2 separate regions of the Gossypium hirsutum genome follow, and region 2 is linked to region 1. Evidence: chromatin contacts called from public Hi-C data. All regions are on one chromosome and are shown on one strand. Each heading gives the region's core, a stretch centred on a gene start, on an enhancer-like site or on the middle of the called end of the contact. The rest is flanking DNA. Distances are from core to core; before and after follow the strand shown. Region 1 holds the start of LOC107948976 (IAA-amino acid hydrolase ILR1-like 1). Region 2 holds the start of LOC107899007 (two-component response regulator ARR5).

Region 1 (4,806 bases), core at 1,429-3,928:
AAATGAAAATGGTCCATTTGCAACCTTTATGGATTACTTAAAAAATTATAGGAAGAATAAGTTTATATTTTTGGACTGTTTTGAAGCCCACAAATGAAAATAAATCATTTGGTCATTGTGAACATGTTGAGTTGTGAAATATTGAATAATTTTCTTGAAATTTTACTAGGTGTAAAATCGTCAAAATTTTTTTGGGGTAAAATAGGGATGAGAAAATTGTTTTATATATAAATATTAAAGTTTATTTTGGGAAATAGAAAAACTAAATCGGGTTGGATCACATTATAGAGTACCGAGTCAAAAAAAGGCCCAGAAAGTACTTGTAACTGGACTCGATGTGAGAGAGGCCCAAAAACCCCTCATGGACTTGAAGGGGGGACAACCCTTGTAGGAATATTAGGGTGTGCCGTCCACCCTAGTCCTATTCTAAATAGGATGTTATTTTTTTTTGAAATAAACCATTACAGCTCAACAATCGTTTCTACCTTATCTTCCTATAAATAGATAACACCAGTATAGCTATTAACAAAACTTTGAGATATTGTTATTTTGTCGAAAAACTAAGAGAATTTATTCTCAACTATTACATATATTTTTCTAGAATAACAATTTTATCGATTTCTATTAAGAAGAGAAAATTTTCGTTTTCACTCCAAAAGGAGAGAAAACTTTTTCTAGTTTTGTGTTTCGATTCAATTGGTTCGAGCCTACACTCGAAGTAGTTCATGGTACGAGAATAGTGAAGAAAATCATTTAGTTGAAAGCTGGGAACAACGAATGTCCACTAAGTCGAAAACACAAATACGAATTTGGTTAAGGTTTATTGCCATAAATATCACAAATCGGGTCGATTTTTAAAATTTTAATTTTTCGCTGTGCAAGAAAATCGTTTTTAAATCAAGATTTCTCCAGCATATTCTTCGTAAAGGCTGAAAACTGTTCAGATGTGCCTTCCTTAATGAAAACTTCTTCGAGCCCTGATTGCATTGCTCACTTCAATAATAGTGGATTCTTCTTATTGAGCTAGGCTCCGTAAATATAAGGAAATTGAACTGCGTAAAAAAACTTTACTTTTCCCTTTGTCCATTGTGCTTATCATAGTTTTTTACTCATGCTTTGTTACTTGGTCTTTTGCACTTTGTAGGTTTAGCAACCGGTTCAGGTTAACAAACGTACCTATGATTTTAGTATATATACTAAGAATATAAAATAAAAAATACGCAGAAAAATAGAATAGGTAAAATAGTAATTTTAAAAGTTGAAATGTGACAAAGCGAAGCAAGCATTTATGTCCAGCTTAACCGTGTGGATCCAATTTTCTTTCTCTTTAAATCTCCTTTAGAATGGATTAGTGTTAGTGAGGTGACTTGGATTTTGTCATTTCTACTTATAACTAGCCCCCAAAATCATGTATCTAGATCAAAACGTTGCTAATATAGATTTACATATTAATAAAAGTATGAAATATAAATTAATTTTTTTTATAAATTGTAACAACTTAATAATCTAGGTTATATGAACTTTGATACATATACATACATATATAATTTTTTATATTATATTTTAAGTATAATGATAAATTTAATTCTTAATATTTATATTTTTTTATTGATGTAGCTCTTATATTTGATTAAGCTAAATTTGACCATCAACTTTTCATAAATATTAAAATTTAAGCATAAATATTAACTAAAACATCAAATTTTTAAACATGACAACTCGTATAATAATCCACGTGTTTTTATTTTTTATAATTTTGAATTTTTTATTCTTTAAATATTTTATAATTTTTAAATTATTTGTTGATGTGACATATAAGACAAATAGTGTTATGTAGCATGAAAGTATACGTAGATTGTCACGAAGGTTGTCACACCAATATCATTAAAAATTAATATTTTAATTAGTATTTCTATTGAAAACGCGATTTCACTCTTTTTAAAAAGTTAATGGTCAAATTTAGTTTTTAAAAAAAAAGAATAATGACCAAATTGACTTAAGATGTAAAAATTGAGGTTTAAAATTGTTCTTATACCTATATTTAAGCTATTCTTTCAAAATCATCTCTATATTTTGACAGTTAATAATAAGAGAAGATAACCACCTCTTGCCGACCAACACTTTTCCGAAATGGTGGTGCTGCTCCTTGGTCTCCACTAAGGGTGAGAAAAACTCGAGTCAATTAAAAATCGAAAAAAATTGAATTTTGAGTTAATCGAATTGAGTTATTCTTATTATTTTGTTTTGAATTTTTTTTCAAATACATATAGTTTTAAATTTATATGCTCTAACATGGAATTATTATATTGTAATAATATTTTAATTTGACATGTTTAATTTTTAAATTTAACTCGAAAAATTTCATTTGATTCAACTCAACTCGAATTTCATTTCACTCGACTCGATTCAAAGAAATTTCAAATCAAGATAAGATGATAAAATAGGTCTCGTCAACTCAATTAACTCAAAATTTTTTCACTCGATTTGATTGAATCGCTCACCCCTAATTCCCACCCCCACCCACCCTCCCACCCTTTCTTTCCTTTCCCTTAAGCCCTCCTGTTTTTTTCTCCACCTCGTCTTCCACCACCATTTTTTTGTCCTCCTTTGCTGGCCACTCATTTTCCAGCATAAGAGGACTATGTTTTCTTGGCAAAATAATGGTGTCCAAGGTTTTTCTTTGGACCCTCCCTTGAGGAGGTTTTCTCGAGTCATAGACGCTTGTGTTTATCAAATCTTTTGCGTTTTGTTTTTTCAAGTCCTTTGCAACTCGTTTTTGGTTGATATGTTCTTAGCACATCTGTTGTTACATGGCAGTAATGTTGTTTCTATGCCATCGGAGCAATGACCTAAAAAGAGGCTGAACGATTCAAGGTGGCTTGTTCACTTTGTTTGCTGTCTGCCTATTTCCTGACAAGTTAGGTTTGTCCGTGGTATGGCTTGAGTCCTGTTTTGATCTCCTTTAGGTTGTGGCTGGAAGCCTGATGCAAGTATAGTTTGCTCTTTTATGGTATAACTTGACAATTTGTCAAACATTCATAGTGTTTCTTAATTGTATTTTCTAATGGGCTTTCCATTGTAACTAGTATCTTTCCATTTTTTCTTTGTAATAATTTTACAATCAATAAAGAAAAATAAATAGGAGAGGAGGGAAAGGGAATTTAACAGACTTTGTGGAAATAGAAAACGTGGAGAATATGAAATTTATTAGATTAGATAGTGACGCAAGGCCCGACCAACTCTGAATGAGTGTCCTTCCAAGAAACTGTAAATGGGTGGTATTTGCCCATTGCATTAAAAGGTTAAAATAAAGGAAACTATGCAGCGCCTACAAAAGATAAAATCTACAATAAATTTACTGTAAATACGTCAAAGAGTAAATCTATAAAAAATATCAAATGAATTCCCACTATTCTTAACCACCCACCCCGTTTTATATATCACTATCTCGCTCGTATACAGCCTAATTTAGCCTCGGCCATGGCCACGAAGACCCTGCAGCACATTCCTCAACACATCTTCTTAATCTGCGTAACCCTATCTCCCCTCTGCTTCTCTTGCAATGAAGATTGTTTCACTTCTTTCACCCCAACAACAGCAACAGCTAGTCCAAACGTTTCCATCAAAGACCAGATACTTAGCCTGGCTAATGATCTAGAAACTGTGGATTGGATGAAACGAATACGGAGGAAGATACACCAGTACCCTGAACTAGCTTATGAAGAAGTTGATACCAGCCAGCTCATTAGGCATGAACTTGATCTGCTTGGTGTTCCTTATCGTTGGCCTGTGGCTACCACAGGTGTTGTCGCTAAAATTGGCTCTGGTTCTCCTCCCTTTGCTGCTCTCAGAGCTGATATGGATGCTTTACCTATTCAGGTCTGATTTTTTTTCTTTTCTTGTTTATTATTATTATTCTTCAACTTTCTTCACTTTTTGCCTTTCCTTTAAGAAAATCTAACACAAGGGTTTCCTGGAAAAAAAATGTTACTGTTCACTCATGAAGTATGGACTCATTGGGGTTTGAAATTCGATTCTTGAGTGGTATTCCCTTGGTGTAATACCATGATCAACAGTGTTTTAAAAGAATTTTAGTTGTTAAACAACCAATAATCATTAGCCCTTTGAAAGAAACCAGTGTTTTATGGTATTATATGATATATAGTAAATAGTCACAGGTTTTCGCTGTTTTGCTAAATACTGCTGGGCTATATTATACTAGAAGATCAGGAAAGCAAAATCGTACTTTTCTATACAGTGAAAAAAAGAAGAAGAAAAAGGTTTAAAAACAAATTTGTGGCTTGAGATTGACATGTTTTCAGCTTTACTAGAAAGGAATTAATTGGAGTGCCTTCGAATCGGACTATCAAAGCCCTGCCCTTTGTATTTTATTTTTATGTCATGCAGGAATTGGTGGAATGGGAGCATAAAAGCAACGTAGACGGTAAAATGCATGCTTGTGCCCACGATGCCCATGTTGCCATGTTGCTAGGAGCAGCAAAGATACTGCAAAAGCTGCGATGCGCTTTACAGGTCAAGCATAATTATGACAAAACTCCATTCCAATTTTTAAGAATATTATTAAGGTCAAATTTTGCTAGTGCTCTCTTCACTATATTTACTTTACGACTTAGTAACTTTTAATTTTAATATTCAAGTCGTAAGTACTAACAAAACTGTGATTAAATTTTTTTTATTTCTAAAATTTTATTTGGTAAATATACTAATATATAATATTTCATTAGCTTACAAAAGTCGCTATTTTAATTATTAAATTTAACGACTATCATTTCGGTTAAAATTAAG
Region 2 (4,806 bases), core at 1,193-3,692, 210 kb after region 1:
GGATCAAGCTAAAATAATTATTTTCAGAGTCGGACAACCAGTCAAACTGGTTGGGTTAAGAATCGGTCGAGGTATTGATCCAGAATAAGGGGTTGGACCGATTGAACTATAAACTAAGAACTAATTAGTTGGATAAGTTATTTTCTATTTTTCTTATTTTTAATAATTTATTCAATTAAACCGGGTGAATCGATGGTCTGATTGGTTCAACTATCATATCTATTTTTGAAAACCTTGACCGAAATTACCATTGGTGAAAATGATGATATCATAATTATTTTCTCTAATTAATTTAAATTATTAAGAAAAAATTAAAAAAATAAATGATCACTAATTAAATTAAAATAATTAAGTTATTATTTTAAATGATTATTTTATTTCTAATTAATTAAATTAATAAGAGATAACTATAAATAAAAGAGTTTAGTCTTTATGGATAACTCATATAAAGAATTTATATCCTACATGAAATCTTTTTTTTTATTGGCTTTACTATAAAAGAGGGTCACCACCAAACAATTCTACATAGTTTCACAAGTTCACAAGTCTTTGAGTTTAGATATCAAAGTTTGAAAAGAATATGTTGATAACTAGAAGTTTTCTCCAAAATCCCAAGAAATCTCTAAAGAATTTGAAGAACAACATAGCCATTCTAGAGAAAGTTGTTTTTTTATCTTGTTTGATCGATTTTTTTCTTCGAGATCAAGCCTAGAAGTGAAGTCATTCTTCCATCAAAGATCAAGACTAGAATGCTTTTGGATCAAAGCTCTCGTTAGCCTCTTTGCATCAACATAAAGGAGATAACAACTTGTTTTTAAAATAAAGTCTCGATGACCCTTGAAGCAAACTAAACCATCCAATATCAAGTTTCAAAAACTCTTCAATCCAAATTCTCTCTATAACTGTTTTCAAGATCAAGTCTCAACAAACTTTGAAGTGAACATAATTGATTCAACATCAAGTCTCAAAAGCCCTTGAATTCAATGAAGTCTAATTTTCAACCAAGTATCTCGCCAGACCTAGTTTACGGGTCAAGTCTTGATGACCCTTAAAGCAACCGTATTAATCTTAGATCAAAGTCTAGACAATTCTTGAATCAAAGCAGAGAATAATAAAAGGAGTTTTTCTTTGTAATAAATTTGTTTTTAGATATTATAACTTCTCTTCAATGTTTATAAATAAATTTGACTCCAAATTTTCCTAATCAATGTTTAACTAGAAATTTGTGTATATATTATTTTCTATTAATGAAGCTTGGTGAACTAATAAAAAATATGAGTTTATTTAATTAAAAAAAAAGTAGATTGACTTGTTTTAAACAAAAGATAATAATTTAAGATTTTTTAATATATTAATAAACCTTAAAAAAGAGGTTGAATGGAAGCTTAAATAAATTTGGAAAGAAAATAAAACTTGAATGAATAGAAAGTAAAGTAGAAAAGGCAAATCGTGAGAAGAAAAAATGGCGAGAAAAAGGAAAGGCGGGGTAAGAGTTAAGGATCGGATCGGATCCGATGATTGTTGATTTCAAGGCAAGGTTAAGGCGATCTCCAAGATTTGATATGCAGTTTTCAAAACATAAAAGAAAAGTCCGAAAGATTAGAAAAAGCTTTGTTGGTCCCCCCCACCCCCCAGATTTGTTTTCGACTCCCCCAAATCTCTCCCTTCTCTCTCTCTCTCTTGTCGTTTTGGCTACCTTTTCAACTCCATTTCTGCGTTTTTAATATTCCCTAAATCCCTTTGATCACCTCTATTTCATGTCCTTATCCTCTCATTCTTCTTTTCAATTTCTAATTTCTATTCCCTAACTAATTCCCTCTTTTCATTCTTACTTATTTACACATTCTCGTTACTCATTTTTGGTATATTCACCCATCTCACTCCATTTTTCTTCAATTATCTTTTTAGAGAAGTTAATATATACCAGCTTTATAGCATGTTGTGGGTAATTTTTTTTTTAGGTAAATCATATATTTATACAAGGTATACAGGCATTAAATAAACTATTTAAAATACCCTTAAATTATTATTTATTATTTTATAAAAATAAAAATATTTTAATAATTTTTTACTTATGTAGATTAATGACACTAACTCAATAAGTATATATAAAGAGATAAACTTTAAAATTATATATAAACTTTAATTCAAAGTACAATTTGATTCATGAACTTAAATTTGATACAATTATACATATAAAATTTTAATTTTGATTCAATCATACATATTTAAAAAAATAAATATATTAAATTATTTTTATATGTAATTTATTTAAAAATGATATAAAATCAGTATAATTTTCATGAAGACATAAAGGTTGAATGGTAGAAGAAGAGGTGATTAAAAAGAAACCAAAGTTGATTAATGGTGTATTAAGAGAATCAAAGTCATTATTGGTTTGAGAGGGTTAAAACCCAGCACGTGTAATTAAATAAATACAGAAGAATTAATAGACCAAAAAAGGGAGTGTAAAGGACAGAACACTAGGTGGGGTGGTACCTGCGAAAAACAAGCAACGAGGAAGATAAAATTTTTAATTTAAAATATTATACTTAGGGTAATTATTAATTTTGAAAAAATTGGATGTTTTTGTTATTGTTAATAAAAATCTGTGTGCACCCTTCCTAGAAATAGTAAAGATGCTGTTTGTCCAATTCCATCCGTCTTTTCAAAGCCGGTTGAAGAGGGAGAAAAGAAACGTATTTTTAAGCTGTTGTTATTTATGCCGCCGGTTCGGGAGATGTGTCGGATTTGACGGCGCCTTCCTCCATTGACCTCCGGTCAGTTTCCCTGCTCGATTCCGACCATTCACTGGCACGTCCCTCAATAATATTTCTTTTATTTTGACCAATTTATCTTATCTGTCACCACGATATTTAAACGAAATAATGGAAAGAGGCAAGTGAAAAGGGACAGGGGGCAGGGCACCGAAGTGGATTTTCGAATCCCAGCGACTATTAACCCTCTCTCCTTTTGCATTAAAATATTAGATTGCGGGGATTTCTTAGTGTGAGAAAGATTTGATTTGCGAGAGAAATTTTATATTTTAATATCCATTTTTCTTTTAAAAAACATTACACCGTATAAAATGCCAGACCATTGAACCAGGGGTGGAAGCCTTGTTTATTAAAGCCCTTCTCTTTTTTCTCTCCCTTTTTCCTTTTTTTGCATTACAGAAATCTCCCTCTTTGATTTTGTTGTCTCTGAGATGGCCAGGAACGGTGGCGTTGCTTGGATGAGGACGACGGAGAAGATAGACGGCTACGATCTTTCTACGTCTGATACCGAAGAAGTTCATGTTCTTGCCGTTGATGATAGCCTCGTTGATCGGAAAGTCATTGAACGCTTGCTCAGAATTTCCTCTTGTAAAGGTTTGTTCATCCAGATTCCCTTCTTTTTCTTCGACTTTTTTTTTTAAATTAATTAGTTTGGATTTGAATCGAATGGGGGTTTGGATTTGGATTTGTGCAGTGACGGCAGTGGATAGCGGGAGGAGAGCTTTGCAATACCTGGGATTAGATGAGGAGATTCAAAAGAAAGAAACGAATGGTTTTGATGTGAGTACTAATAATAATTGCAATTTCATCACAAAATTTCCCAGATATTGATTTTTCTGACCTCATTTGTTAGCTTTTTTTTGTGATTTTCAGGGTCTGAAGGTTGATCTGATTATTACCGATTATTGTATGCCTGGAATGACCGGCTACGAATTGCTCAAAAAGGTGAAGGAATCTTCAGCTTTTAGAGAAATCCCAGTTGTTATCATGTCATCTGAGAACGTTATAGCTCGAATCGACAGGTATTGTTTTTTTAAGTAACTTTTATGGCCTTAAATCATTGAAAAAAATTGGGTTAAAAAAAATAATGGATCTTGAAATTGTTGATAAACAGATGCTTAGAGGAAGGAGCAGAGGATTTTATAGTGAAACCAGTGAAATTATCAGATGTAAAACGCATAATAGATTACACGACCACAGAGTTAAGAGAGGGAGAACAAAGAGAAGGAGCAAGAGCAAGAAGAAGAGGAATCAACAAAAGAAAGCAAAGAGAAGGAGATGACGATCTGTCATCATCCCCACCGTCTACTTTATCATCATCAGCATCATCGTCACCATCATCCTCGATTCAATCAGCAACAGCACCGTTGTCTCCTTCAACACTGGATTCTCCCACCAGACGTCTGAAAATGACAAGCTCTGAATAGAGCAGCATATTTTACTACTAATAAAAAGGATTTCAACTTTTAGAAGACTAGACCAAACCCCTCCCTGCAATTCTCCCGTTAATATTTTTTGACGGTTTTTGTTGCGCTTTGCAAATTAATCAAAGCTCCCTTTTCTTCTTCTTTCTAAGTTTTTGTACTTTCTGTTAATTATATTTATATAATGTAACAAAATGGGATTCCAATTACTAACTCAGATTAAATTATATTTATTCTTCTTTTTTTACATATATTTGAGGCCAATTTCTTTTGGGTTTGGATTGGAATGGATGACTCTGATTAATTTATTTAATATTTTGTTATCTATTTATGATCTAAATCTCTAGGGGATTATTATTTTTTCATTAGATGAAATATTTAATGAATTAGATCTAGTAGATAAAAAAGAAGAATCAACTGACAAGAGTGAAACATTGTTTTGATACAGTGGCGAAAGATTTACAAGTCTGGCTTGACGTAAAGTTGACATTTATTTTTAATAATTATAATTATAATTTTAAGGTAACTAATATTTTTTAATATTTTAAATATAAATTTAAAGTGAAAAGACTACATTGACAAATTTGATAAACCTTTAAGGGCTC

Evidence for each region. A called contact is a pair of places that touch in the nucleus more often than the background predicts.
Region 2: a contact with region 1 is called in a Hi-C map of leaf, with 2.6 times the contacts expected there. The contact joins the promoter of LOC107899007 here to the promoter of LOC107948976 in region 1. A contact is called at or near these places in 14 of 34 Hi-C or Micro-C datasets (anther, callus, fibers and 3 more).

The regions. Positions count from the first base shown.
Region 1 is chrA04:80,191,338-80,196,143 of Gossypium_hirsutum_v2.1, forward strand. LOC107948976 (IAA-amino acid hydrolase ILR1-like 1) reads left to right here and starts at 2,679. Exons shown (of 5, transcript XM_016883660.1): 1 at 2,679-3,879; 2 at 4,408-4,533. The coding sequence starts at 3,481.
Region 2 is chrA04:80,401,447-80,406,252 of Gossypium_hirsutum_v2.1, forward strand. It overlaps LOC107899007 (two-component response regulator ARR5), which reads left to right and starts at 2,443. Exons shown (of 4, transcript XM_016824595.2): 1 at 2,443-3,371; 2 at 3,472-3,557; 3 at 3,651-3,799; 4 at 3,892-4,428. The coding sequence starts at 3,209. The coding sequence ends at 4,204.